3 separate regions of the Sus scrofa genome follow, and regions 2 and 3 are each linked to region 1. A link is a contact called in public Hi-C data. All regions are on one chromosome and are shown on one strand. Each heading gives the region's core, a stretch centred on a gene start, on an enhancer-like site or on the middle of the called end of the contact. The rest is flanking DNA. Distances are from core to core; before and after follow the strand shown.

What was found. A called contact is a pair of places that touch in the nucleus more often than the background predicts.
Region 2: a Hi-C map of omental adipose tissue shows a contact between it and region 1, with 1.9 times the contacts expected there. The contact joins the enhancer-like site here to the promoter of SLC7A10 in region 1. A contact is called at or near these places in 4 of 47 Hi-C or Micro-C datasets (blood, embryonic fibroblasts and omental adipose tissue) and 1 of 2 datasets of contacts at active chromatin or transcription factors (alveolar macrophages).
Region 3: a Hi-C map of epiblast stem cells shows a contact between it and region 1, with 2.0 times the contacts expected there. The contact joins the promoter of CEBPG here to the promoter of SLC7A10 in region 1. A contact is called at or near these places in 1 of 47 Hi-C or Micro-C datasets (epiblast stem cells) and 1 of 2 datasets of contacts at active chromatin or transcription factors (alveolar macrophages).

Annotation. Positions count from the first base shown.
Region 1 is chr6:43,015,169-43,019,570 of Sscrofa11.1, forward strand. SLC7A10 (asc-type amino acid transporter 1) reads right to left here and starts at 2,437. Exons shown (of 11, transcript XM_021094294.1): 1 at 2,162-2,437. The coding sequence starts at 2,312.
Region 2 is chr6:43,193,746-43,198,147 of Sscrofa11.1, forward strand. The region is part of intron 11 of PEPD (xaa-Pro dipeptidase); the gene reads right to left. Among named protein-coding and RNA genes, the nearest start is that of CEBPG, 31 kb to the left of the region's middle. Within about 2 kb of position 2,421, at least 1 of the 83 cell types and tissues checked has an H3K27ac peak or open chromatin away from gene starts, as enhancers often do. A contact at or near this core is called in omental adipose tissue, where this site is marked.
Region 3 is chr6:43,163,047-43,167,448 of Sscrofa11.1, forward strand. It overlaps CEBPG (CCAAT/enhancer-binding protein gamma), which reads left to right and starts at 1,856. Exons shown (of 4, transcript XR_002344626.1): 1 at 1,856-2,073; 2 at 3,364-3,447.

The DNA of each region.
Region 1 (4,402 bases), core at 1,187-3,686:
AAATGTTATGGAGTAGGATATAAATAAAACTAAAATATGACATTTTGCAGATGTTTTTTACTTTGACCAGGCTCCCCAGGGCTGGAAGGTGGAGTAAGATGTGGGAGGGTGGGGCCCCTGGAACAGTGAAAGGGGCAGGACTAGGGGCAGGATGGGGAGAGCAGTGCGGTAATTCACCCTACTCCTGCCTCCTCTGTCATCTGTCGCCTTTTGGTCCAGCTCCATCTCCACTCCATGTCTGTCTCCTGCCCAGTCCAGCCTCCTCCCTGCTGAAACCCTTCAAAGCTCCCCCAGCAGGGCTGTTGGACCACCCCTGAGTGTCCTGGGCTGCAGTTAGGTCATCCAGGTTCTGTTTCTGAGGCTGTCACCTTTGGCCAAGTCATCGCTAACCCCAAGGCCTGAGGCTAAGGGGGCAGTGGATCTGGAACAGTAGGAATGGCCTGAGGGTGGGGGAGCTGTAAGAGCAGGGCTGGGCTGCACGGAAAAATTCTTGCAGAATTAGCCTCATCCACTCCCGCCATCACCACTAGGGATTTCGCTTGAGGAGAGAGGAGCCAGCAACCTCTGCTTGACCTGTGGGGGATGGGATGTGGGGAGAAGGCAGAAGAGGAATACAGCTCACGGATGCTGCTGGCTTTAGCTGAGGCAGCCCAGGACAAGCCACATCGCTCCCTGCATCTGCCGGGCACTGTAGCTGGCTCCAGACATGGTCAGCCTCTTGATCCCATGGCCCATGCATGACATCCGGGCTTCCCCTTCCTGGCAGTACAGCTCTTGGAGAGGGTGTGGGCCTGGGCAAAGCTCTAACCAGTACGCTGGCTAAATCTCTGAAAGCAGCCCGCCCTCCCAGCAGCCAAGCAGGGGCACTCTAGGCCAAAGAAGGTCGCCAGGCCAGATCAGGATCAGCCCCTAGAAGATACCATTCCAGGTACAAGTGGGTGAGACAGGGAGGTACCTACACAGGGTACAATTCTCAGTATGCGTGCAGGGGTGGCCAAGAGTGAGACCCCAGCCTTGGCCCAGGAGCTCCTGGTGTGGGGGCAGAGGAGGAGGAGGAGGTGAAGAAGACCCCAGTCTGCTCTCTGGAGCCCCCAACCTTCTCCATCTCCAAGGGTCTAAGGATGGGTGGGCAATGGATGCATAAGCAGCTCCCACTGGCTGGGGGGAAGACGGGGCAGGAGGTAAACAGAAAAGCAGTCAAGGCCCTTGCCATACATCCTTCCAGCCCATGTCTCCTGGGACACGGGGCGTGGAACAGACTCCTCCCACGAGGGTCTCTGAGGCACCTGCTGTGGAAAAGGCACAGGTCTGGGTTAGCCAGCTCCCGAGACATCAGTCTTCATGACTTGGACATAAGGAGGAAATTCTAGCACCGTTCTCACTGGCCTGAGCTCTCTGTCTTCCCAGAAGTCCTTGTATGGGGGCAGGATGCATGCGCTCATTCTCAGGTGGGGAAGCTGGGCCAGAGAGCAAGGGGATGAGAGTGTCTGTTGGGATCCCTGCCCAGGTGGCAGGTGGCCTTTCTGCAGGCTGGGTCTGCCCACCCCAACTCAGCCTCTGGAAGTCGCTGGCTGCTCTGCCCGCCTTCCCCAGGGTCCGGCTGCCAAACTCTGCACTAATCATTTACTCTGAACCGATTTCCCCTCTGGGCTGGCTCTACCTGGCTGGTCTACCCACAAGTCCCTCCTGCTTTCGAAGAATAAATCAACCACACTGCATGGCACCTGGACCCTGGCCACAGTAGGAACTCAGTTTCTGCCACAAGGCTCACACCTGGGGCCTTGGCCGGGAGGTCAGCCTGCGGAGCCACACTGGTCAGGTTCCTGCACTCAAGGCAGGACCACAGTCATCTCCATTTAGATGAGGGTAATCGCCTTGCCAAGTTCAAAGTGAAGGAAAAGCCTGAGGAGGACTCCAGCGGCGGATGGACCCCTCCTCAAATGCAAAAATGCAGGGCACTTGGGGACGCGAAACAAGAAGCCCAGCGGCTGCTGTGTGAGGGGAGACACCGCAAGGTGCTCGGGGCAGGCAACCCCCCTCATCCCCGTCCCACCGCCTCCAACCAGTAGGAGCGCCCGGAGAGGGGTGCCCCGTGTTCGGAGCGGCTGTGCATCCTCGGCCCCACAGCCCCAGGCACCCGTCCACCCCGGGCCCTGCTCACCGATGATGATGGTGCAGGCGCTCACTAGTCCGATCTCCTTTTTGAGCGCCACCCGCTCCGAGGCCCCGGGGCCGGGGCCCGGGCCGGGGGAGGGCGAGGGCGCAGGGCCGGGGTTCCCGCGCCCGCTTGGCTGCTGCGTGTGGCCGGCCATGTCGCTGTTCCGCCGCGTCCCCGCTCCCAGCACTGCCCGGTCTGTACGACCGGCCGCCGGTCCGTCCGTCGGTCCGGCTGTCGGTGCGCGCCGCCCTCGCAGCACGGACAGCGCCCACAGGCGGGCGCATGCGCTGGCGCGGGGCCCGGGCCCTGAGCCCCGGCCGGCGGGGGCCCAGAAGGGCGGAAGGAGGACTGGCCGGCAGCCCCCTCCCCCACCTCCCTTAAAGGGAACTCCCCCCCCCACACCCTTCGGGGCCCCACCCTCCCAAGCCGGGCCTGGGAAGGAAGGAGAGGACTTGGGGCAGACCTAGGAAGAACTTCCCCGACCGAAGAACCCCCTCCCGCTGCTGCCTGAGTTACCACCCATTCCCAGGGTGGGGGTGGGGGGGGCAGAGCTCCAAAGCAAGACTGTCCCCGCCCTCGAGGAGACTGAGGAAGCTGGCAGAAATAATAGCCGTCAGGGCACTGAGACCCACTGTGCGTCAGCGCTTCCATACTCCTTACATCGGGGCACGGACCCCTAGCGCGCACATGTGCCGGGAGAGGGGTGGAGGTTGGGCCCATTCTACAGGTGGAAGCTGAGGCCCAGGGATAGAAAGGACGATCGCGAACGAAGTGGCAGGGCCGAAGCGCAAACCCTTTCTTATAACATCTTGGCTTCCAGACGCTGAAGGGGGTGTGTGAGGTGGATCCTCCAGGATCCTCTCATAGGGTCGGGAGACCCTGGCCCTCCACCATCAAAAGTTTGAGGAGACAGGATCCAGGTGAAGTTTCGAGCCCTCAACCCTCACCCAGAGGGGTCTCAATGCCTTGTGGAAGTCCTGGAAGGGGTTCTGCTCAAAACCCCATCTGCCCCCGGGTTCGGGACGGGGTCTGGCAGGCTCTAGCCGCAGCGCCTGGCCGCAGGTCAGAGCTGGGGCTCAGTGGACTAGAACTCCGGTCTTTGGCGAAGGCCCCACGCAGTCCAGCTTGGCTCAAGGAGACGAGGCCACCTCAGCTGTCTGGGAGACACGGAGAAGGAACTGTGGCCCCCGAGGTCGAAGGAGGAGGTCGGGCGTGCGGGGTCCCAGGGAGGCTGCCTCTTCCCGGAAGCCGTCCGGACTGTGCAGCCCGGGCCAGAGGAGCAGACACAAGGGGGGCCGCGTCGGGGGCCACCGAGGCGGCGGGCGGGGCGAGCCTGGCACGGTGCGGCCGGCGGCGGAACAGCCTTTGTCCCTTCCTGGCGGCCGCCGCGACGCGCCGTCCCCTGCATGTGGATGAGGCCGGGCCCCCTGTCCTTCCCCCGCCCTCGGCCCCAGGGCTTGCGGGGAGGTGGCGGGGATGTTGATCCGACGGGCGGACGGGGGTGGGGTGGGGTGGGACGGGGGCTGGGGGCTGCCTCTTGGTCGCCAGAGTCGAGGTGCGAGCGTGGCAGTGCAGGGGGTCTGCGGGCGAGGGGGACTTCGAGGTTGGGGGCGGGGACCTGGGAGTAGGAGCAGGACGACCCTGGGGTGACGCGGAGATGGGAGGCCGCCGGCGAAGCTTCAGCCCTCGGGCTCCCGTCGGAGTCCGGCATTCTTGGCGCCCTCTGCCTCCCGCCCCAGAGACGCGTCCAGCACTGCCTTTCTTAAAGGAGCCTCGCGCAGGCAGTGGGTTAGGGGGAGGCGGCACAAGCTCTGTAGCCTCAGTTGTCGTGGGTGGAGGAAGGCTGGGGTCTGACCTGTATCTGTGTGGCTCCATGCACTCACTTGCCCTTGCAACGAGTGTTGGGAGAGGGTCTTGCCAGGGCTGGTGCACCTAGGGTTGGCCTGAGCATCACCCACCAGGAGCCTATGAGTTTCATAGGTGAGCTTCTCATGGCACCTGAAATGTGGAATCCGTGTTTGAGGAGAATGGGGTGTCTGGAGCACCTGGGGGGATGGAATCTGCATGTTGTTGCCCAGGCCCCCAGTTCGGGAGGTCATTTTAGTGGAATAAAGTAGAACCCGCAAACCCCACTGGGAACAGGAAGTTGGCAGTATTGGTTTACCATCCCAAAGACAATCCGTATAATTCCCCACAGTAACGGGGAGGGTAAAAAGGGGAAACCGCAGGATCTTCTCAACAAGA
Region 2 (4,402 bases), core at 1,171-3,670, 180 kb after region 1:
GTCACTATCTGGATGTCTCTGCTTACACGGTACTGGGTCAGAATGTAAAGCCTGCCTCAACCCGGTCAGCAGGTTGAAGGCCACGGCCACTGGTCTGCACCGACGGCTGACCAAGGTCTGTGCCTCACCCCCGCCCCCTGAGAGTAGTATCTTGCCCGCAGGACGGGAGCATGTCCTTAAGGCCATAAGGCCATCAAATGCTCAGGATGGGGCTGGTCTGAGACAACCGAGTTGAGTTCTCTCTGAGGAGACGGTGAGGTGGCGGGTCTGGGCTGGGTCTGGCCTCAGGGAGACAGGCCTGGAGGTGACACTTGCTCTCTAAAGATGACTGAGACCTCAGGCGCCAGAACGAGTGGGGGCTGGGCGCCCCTCAGTGGGGCAGCAGGGAGCCCCAGATACAGACTCGCCCCTCTGTGGGGCAGCAGCACAGCAGCAAACTTAGCAGGCGGAACTGTCCCATCGCTGCCTGAGGGGCCCCCCTGAGAGGCGGGCACCCTGCAGCCTGTGGGGGAGGGGCGGGGTGTCTGTGACAGAGACACAGGCCCCTGCCTGAGGCACAGCGGCCCAGGACAGAGGGTTGAGGTGGGGCGAGCTTCCCCAGGAGTTTAAACTAAGGTCTAGTCCCCAACAACCTGCAGAATTAACAGGGAATTAACTCGAGAGAGGGGCAGGGATTGCTGGCAGGTAACGGAGGGGCTGGCGGGGAAGAGCCTGCCCGGGCCATGCCCTCTCAAGGCCTGGCTCCTCGTCTGCGGGAGGAAGCCAAGGAGCAGCAGGGAAGCCTTGTAGAGAGGGTCTGATCCCGCCTCGGCTCAGGGAGCAGTGGCACATATGGCCCACCCACCACTGACACGTGCAGGTGTCTTCTGGGGCCCCCTGGGAGGAACAAGGCAGCCCTGACTTCTGTGGGCTTTGGTCCCCATGAACTGTGTCAGCCCTCTGCCAGTCAGCAGGGCAAGGCCAAGGCTCCAGGCCGACCACCATGAGGCAAGGAGACGGGAGGGACAGCCGTCCCTGGATAAGTCCCAGGATGACACGGGCTGGCTGCTGAGCACGTGCTGGGACAGGCTTCTCCCCCACTAAGCCTCTCCCATCCGGAGCCCCAGGACACCAAGACAGCGCTAGCAGGGATGAGCCAGACCAGCGTGTCCTGAGGCAATGCTGCCCTCTTCTGGCCAGTGCTGGGAGGTACGGCTCGCCACCCACCAGCCACATCCCATCAGCTGCTGGGCAACCCAGCCTGGGCATCCTTAGACTAGGCCGCCTGGAAGGTTCTGAGAGGAGCCATGGGGTATCCCGCCCCAGGAACCACTCCCCCTGCCACCTGATCAGATGGTGGGAGAAGGAGGAGATGGCAGGTGAGGAGGGGTATCCAGGCTGTTTTACAAATCAGGGCCCACTGGAGGCGCACGCTGGACCCTCCCCACCTTCCACCTCTGCCCCCCAGAGGGAGCCTGTTGGGCCCAGGGGAGGTGGGGAGTCCAGTACTGTAGTGGGCCCAGTTCTGGCTGCACTGCTTCTGGGTGGACCTAAACACGGACCGCGGCGCTCCCTGGTGGCCCATGGGCGGTGCACCAGCCCCCCTTAGAGACTCTGGTTCCCAAAGCCCAGGCTGGTTTTGGGGGACAGGACAGTGATGTGGAGTCAGAGGGCCTCTGCCCCCCCCCCCCCCGCCGCCGGCTACACCTGGGCTCGCATGGCTGATCTGGCAGGGAGGGATCTTCTGGGCTCCTTCCCAGGAAGGGCCTCTCATGATGTCAGACCATCCCATGTGAACTTGGTGAGTGTTTATTACAAGTAGGCCACACTTTTTTTTGGGTCTTTTTAGGGCCGCACCCACAGCATATGGAAGTTCCCAGGCTAGGGGTCCAATCGGGGCTGCAGCTGCCGGCCTGTGCCACAGCCACAGCCACCCCCAGATCCGAGCCGTGTCTGCGACCTACACCACAGCTCACAGCACCGCCGGATCTTCACCCACTGAGTGAGGCCAGGGGTGGAACCCACGTCCTCATGGATGCTAGTTGGGTTCGCTAACCACTGAGCCGCGATGGGAACTCTGGGGTCACGCTTTGTAACTCTGTTTTAGGAGGTCTGTCTGCATCCTTCAAACAAAAATGGAAAGCAACCCACAGCTTCTCTAGGACAGTGTCTTGGTGATGAGGTTCACGGTGAACCCCGAGGGCCAGAGCAGGAGAGGGCTCTCGGAGGCAAAAGCGAAGCCCCGAGAAGCCCCACAAGAGGCCTTGTGCCTCTGAAGCAGCCGAGAGGGAGGGCGGAGGGGATCTGAGGCCACATCAAAGTCCAGTTCCCACCTGAGCATCCAGGCAGAGCAAGTGGGGCAGCATCCAGCTGAGAGACGCAGGGAGGGGCCCGAGGGTCTGGCGGGGGAGGAAGAGCTCCTCGGAACACCCTTCTCAGCTCTGGTGATGCATCTGACGTGGGCTAAGTACCAGCGCGTCTGACTTACAGGTCCCGAGTCCCTGGCCCAGCTCCTGAGAGGCGCCTGGTACTGGAAGGGCAGAGGGGTGGAAGGTGGCCCTGGCCAGCTTCAAGCTCTACCTGGCACACGTCTCGGAGACAGTTTGAGGGCCAAAAACATGGAGCAGGCAGGTCACATGACCCCAGAGCAGTCTCAATAAACTGGGCTCTGCCTGCGGCTCTCGCCTCAGGTCGGGTCTCTAGGGCGGAAGCAGCTGCTGGAAGGCAGGCCTTAGGGGCACGGGTGGGTTGCTGGCTCTGGGGAGGCCGCCGTGTGGCAGCTCTCTCCCGCTGAGGGTCCCCTGTGCTGGTCCCCACACCCCACACAGTGGCCATCAGTGAACCCGCCCAGAGCTGGGTGCTCTCAGCCCCGGTGGCTGACGGAGAAACTGGGGCTCGGAGGGGTGACCCCTCAGCCAAAGAGGGGGAGACAGGGGCTTGAACGGGGGACCCTCTGTGATCATGGTCAGACAGCGGGCACCTCTGGGACTGGAGCGAGAAAGGGATGCGAAGGGCTGGCAGCCCATCAACACCCATTTCCCCGTCATCTCTGGTGGAGTCTGGCTACCCTGGACCAGTTCTGGCCCCTGGGGAGCCCCATTCCTAAACGTTAAACTGTCTCTGGGGCATTTGCACCCCACATCCAGGACTAAGACCTCGAGCGTACCTCCCCCATGGGCACAGGAAAACTGTCACGGCGCTGGGGGCCGCTCAGCTTCGGGACACACTCTGCGCTCCACTCTTATTTTGGTTTCTTACCTGATGATGAAGTATCGTGACTTTTATGTTGGGGTAACAGAGTGATTTATTATTTACCGAACACAGGAGGCCCTCGGCAGATCAATTTCAATAAAACAATGGATTATAAATGCCTTCAGCAATCTGGCAGTAGCAGTAATCAACAAAACATGTTGTTCTAAATGCTGCATGATAAATGGACTATAATAAACTCATAATTATTCTACTGGCTACATTTCAAAGTTAGCATTAGAAAAATAAAATCACCAGTTTGGGCTTGGCATTAACATCCGTGGGATTCCCTGGATCACTCCTGTCTCTAAAGCTGCAACCAGTAGACGCAGGTGCCAGGCGCTGCCTAGGAGGCTCGAGGCCATGGCATCTAGACGTGTGGAGGCCTGGTGCCTGGTGCCCCCAGTAAGCCAGGCCCCATGGCGTCAGGAGTCCCCAGAACACAGCCTCTCATGGGACGAGGACTCTCTTGGGATGGATAAAGAGGAGAGGGGGAAGCAGCCACTTCCTCTGGGGTGGGCCGAACTCACAGAGAAGAAAGCCTCGGCCTGTACAGTCCTGCCGCAGGGCCCTCCAGCAGGGACAGCTGGGCCTCTGCCTCGGTATGGGGACTGGGTTCCCATGCCTTGTCCTCCTGGCCCAGCCAGAATGGGTCATAAGTGTTAGGATAAGTTCCAGGAGGCCCGAGTCGCTGAAGACACCGGGTGGCCTCCTTTTGGGGCCACCAGCGCCTCAGCCGGGGCCCAGAGGGCAGGCCGCCTCCTCCCCTTAGTCTCCAGCTGCGTGAAGTCAGAGGCAGCGGACACCCCCTCCCCCAAGCCCTCTGGCTCTGCACCTGCACGCTCCTTGTGTTTTGTCACCTCGCCTACACATGGGAGGGGAGGGGAGGGGGAGACACCCACCTGTGGGAGCTGGCCCTGGCACCAGGCACGGCGGAGAAGCCTGCCAAGGTCACTGCATGCCCTTGGCCCCTGCACCAGGAAGGATGTCGGACACCCTGGGAGGGCTGCGGTGCGTGGCCGTGCCTCTGTGTCCACGTTGGGTGTCCCCCTCTGCGTGCTCCCATCCCTGCCCTGCCAGCCCAGGACCCTGGGAGAACGCCCGGGGACTGGTAGGCCCTACACCCTGCTGCCGCCCCCCATGGGGCTGGATGCTATGTGTTCTCTCCACCGAC
Region 3 (4,402 bases), core at 606-3,105, 150 kb after region 1:
GTAGGCTACGTATTGGGTATCAGTAAGGCAGAGATCTTTGTGGGAAATTTTTCTTTGATTTTAATGGCTTGGGTCCTTGTGACTTGTAAGAAACAACATGGTGGATCTCCTCAACCTAGAGACAGCCTCCACCAGGCTCCCCTCTCAGGCTACAAGACATTGTCCATCTCATCCATCTCCTCTGGGGCCCTGTGCTTCGGCCACTCTGGCCTTAAATTTCTCCCATCTCAAGACCTTTAGAGAAGGCATTCCCTCTGATGGGCAAATCCTACTCATTTTACAGGGCTTTCCTAACCCACAGGCCAGGTTTGATTCCCTTCCTATAATCTCTCACAGCATCTTGCACTTCTTTCTTGCAATAGCGATGGAAATCGTAATTAGAAAATTGTATGATTATTGAATTCTGCCTCCCTTGCTGGAAGCATAAGCTCCATGTGGGCAGGGACTGTTGCTGAATCCCCACAGCTTAGCACATAGTTGGCACTAAATATTTGTAAACTGAGTAGAAGAATTACCAGCCACCAGCTGAAGAGGAAATAAATACTCTAGTCTCCCTGGCGTTGAGGAGACCTGCTGAGTGTGGAAGAAGACCTGCCCAGACAGACTCAGAGAACATTGGAGCAGCTTGGCAGCAAGTTTAGCAAACCGGGGGATAAGGAACACATCTATACAGGTTTTTTTCCTTTTTTTTTTTTTAATTGATTAGGAAATGGTGAGGATGAAATTATGATTCTGTGAGTAACAAAATCGAATCCAGTTTTAATATTGCTAAAATCGCGATCAAAGAAATTTTAACTCCAACCACTGCCCACCAAAGTGAAAAGTACTGGTTTTGGTGATATTGTGTCATTCTACCAAGTGTGCTTCTACAGTCATCAGCGTTCACTTTTGGCTGCAGCCCTTCTTATTATCTTTTTTTTTTTTGGTTTGTGTGTGCAAATGTTTTATCATCTCTTCATTGATTCCTCGAAACAGTCCCTTGCAGAAAGCTGGTACCATTGCCTGGCGAGGAAGAAACGTTTCCTCTTTCAAAGACTCCAGTTTTTGGACGATAAGAATTGCTAAAGAGGAAGCAATCAAATCTATCTGCCTCCACCCAGCTCGCTGCTTCCTGGTTGTAATACGCTTTCAGATTCTCCTGTGAATTGTCTTTGACAAATAAAGCTGGATTGCCATTCATTTTTTGAGATCAAGTCTCTCAGTCTGTTCACCTGGAAGACAGCACATGGCAGTCAGGTAAACTCAATTATTTCCTCCGTAACCACAGTCTGTACCGAAGTGACATCAATACTAATCCCACATTGGGAAAATTTTCCTTCCTTCGTTTTTCACCAAGTTTGCAGCTGCCTTCACTGCCGTGAGGTCCGGGGCTTCTCTCCAGACTCCATCCGGAGGGCGCGAGTCGCGGTGAGGCGACCGTCGGCCTCCCAGCCTACGAAGAGGCGAGCCCGGTGGGCCGTTCCGGGAAACTGTCCCTGGAAGCGACTCCGAGGCGGGGCTCCCTGAGAACGTGGTGAAACCAAAACAGAAATTGGTGATTCAAAAAAAAAAAAAAAAAAATCATCTCAGAAAATTGCGCTTTCCAAAGACAGGTGTTGCCTTCACAAGGCTACAGTTCTCCAATGCCTCCAACTTTGACAGAACCTTTTGAGCGGCGGGTCGCCCACGTCTTAGGATGTCTCCCCACGCGTTCAGTCCTGGAAACTAAGGCCGCTGCCGCCACCACCCCTGCCCATCCTAAAGCGCCGTGGGCTACGCCTCCGCCACGTGCCCGCCTCCCGCAGTCAGGCCGCTCTCGATTGGCTAGCGGCGCTGCCAATCCCAGGGGGGGCGGGAGCAACCCGTAGGCCGGCGCTCCCATTGGTCGTGGAGGCGGCGGCGGCCGCGCGCGCGGCCTGAGCGAGGAGGGGAAGCCGGTGGCTGCGGCGGCGGAACGGGCGGAGGCTCCCGGTTTCGTAACCGTCGCTCCACCTCGCTGACTCGCGGGCTGCTAGGCCTGGGTCGGGTCCGGCCGTACCGCACGGGGCCGCTTAGAGTGGAGGCCGCCTGGGGGCAGGCGGGCTAGTGGCGCAGGTAAGGAGGCCGCGAGCGGGCTGAGAGAGTTGGGAGGCCGCGGTGCTGCCAGCTGCTCGCGTGGGCGCGGCCCCAGCGAGAGGAGCCCCGGCCCGGCCCGGCCCGAGGCGGCCGGCTTGCTGGGAAGGCCCCGCGCGGCCCGCGGCGCGGGCGGCGGCCCCGCGCGGCGTCTGATGCAACCTGCCGGCAACACCCGGCGAGGCCTCTGAGCTCATCCCTGGCCCCGGCCCAGCGCCGCGGCGCCACCCGCCGACCCCCGGGCTCCCCCGGCGCCCCTGCTGCCGGCCCGGGACGGGATGCGAGCCACGCCGTGCCCCCTCCACAACCCGGCCCTCTGTGTGTGCAGTGTGACAAGCCAGGCTCGTATTGGCCCTTGGGGATAAAGGGTGTTCCCAGAATAGCCGAAGGTAGACCTTATCTTAGTGGAGTGCCACCTAGGTTGTTTCCTGCCCCTCCAGAACTACGCGGGGTCGGGTAGCCGAGAATCGGATTCAGAAGTTATTAGAGTAGTCAGGGAAGGCAGTTGATTTTTTAAATACGTGATTTTACGGAAATAGTATGGTTCCTTATGGAGCTGTACTTTTGAATACCCTTCGTTTGACTGTCGAACACCGGTTGGGTGAACGTGCAGCAACCACGAGTTGAATGGAGCAGGGGAGGGCAAGAAATGAAGCGCTTCGTTAGCATGCTCCGAGGGAACATGCTGAAGCTAATTGCCAGCAGAGGTGTCTGGGTAGAGAGGATGGAAGTGTTAAAGGGAAGGCTACTCTGTTCTTTCAAGTAAGTTTGTGTGTTTTTATGCTTCAGGAGGTTTACTTGTCTGGCTTTTCTGTTATCTGAGGTTTATTTTGTCATCTGGTTTCTTAAAATGTGCTTTTAACTTTGGTGGGTTACGCAAAAATTGGTAGTTCTGTCTCCCAGCCTACACTCAATTGAATCCGTACTTGAAGAGATTATCCTTTGGACAGATAGGTTATGGGACGCTCAAAGAAATTTTTGAGATAAAATACTGATATTTCTGCATCTAAAAGTTCTTGGTATTTAAAAGTTAAAACCTGGTCAGCTGTCACTACTTGAGTAGTATTTGGGATAAAGCTATCCTTAAAGTTGATTTGCTATTTTGGAATAACAGTGTAAACAGGGCTAAACCATCATAGGATTCTAGTGAGTTGGAGAATTTTTCAGTTTCTCAAGTCTTGCTTCGGGCGGGTGCAGTTGGCTGATTCAGTCATTTTAATACTTGCCTAAAACACATAGGTGGGAGCAAAACTTCATTTTTTTTTTTTCCAGAATGCCCTCTAAATTCTCAAGAGCACATCATGACTGTTGATCTTGGAGAGGTGGTTTCATCCTTAGGGATTTAAACAACAGCTGGTGAGTCCTAGGTAAAGACAAATAGGATCTCATGGGGCTGAATTTGGTTCTGTGGTCTAAGATTTGCTTCACCTGATCGCAAAAATGGTAAACGCAGACACAATTCCAGGTTTATTGTGTATTCTTGGGCACCTCTGTGGGTTCTTGTACTGGTAGGTACAATGGTCTCCTACCTTTTTGGCTTTCTAGACGTATCGGTAAAAAAAAAAAAAAAAAAGAATTGCGATTGATTCCTTAATAGATGTGTATTTATAAATGTTTCTTTGTACTATTTGTGTGTGTTGTAAACACCACCAAAAGTAGATTGAAAGATGACCAAAAAAAAAAAAAAAAAAAAACCCATCCAGGTGAACATACATTCTTTTCATTCTCCAAAGGACCACCCGTGTACTCCCTGAAGGGATGTATCCTCCTTCAGGGACCCCTGTTTTGGGTCATGAAGGGCCAGCAGTGACAAATAAATAGAAATCCTGCTCAACTGGGTGTTTATCAACTTTGACTGCTTACCTGACTTCACTTGTAGTACAGGGTTGTCAGACCCTGGCAGCACATGCCTGAGAGCTTGAGGTTATGGAAAACACAACTGGACAAAGTGAAAAATAAAGGTTCTCAACTGAAATGAAGCAAAGACCAGATGAGAATGCTGTTCACTCTCTAGACTGGGGACTAGAAGCTGCAGGGAACTGTTGTTATTTTCCTGTGCACCTTTAAGAAGAACTGAGAGCCTTAGGTGGGTAGTAAGACCGGAACATCTCAGTAACACTCTTGATTTAATTATGGTTGTTTTAAGAGATTTACTGCTCAAGAGTCGCATTTTTATGTAAGACATTTATAAAAATAAGTGTTAGCCTTTGGAGCAAATAATTTCTCGAGCGCTGCCCCTGGATGCTGGGCACGTAGGGGTGCAGACAAAAGTCCTGCCTCTAGTTTAGTCTCCAGGGAGGCACACTGTAGA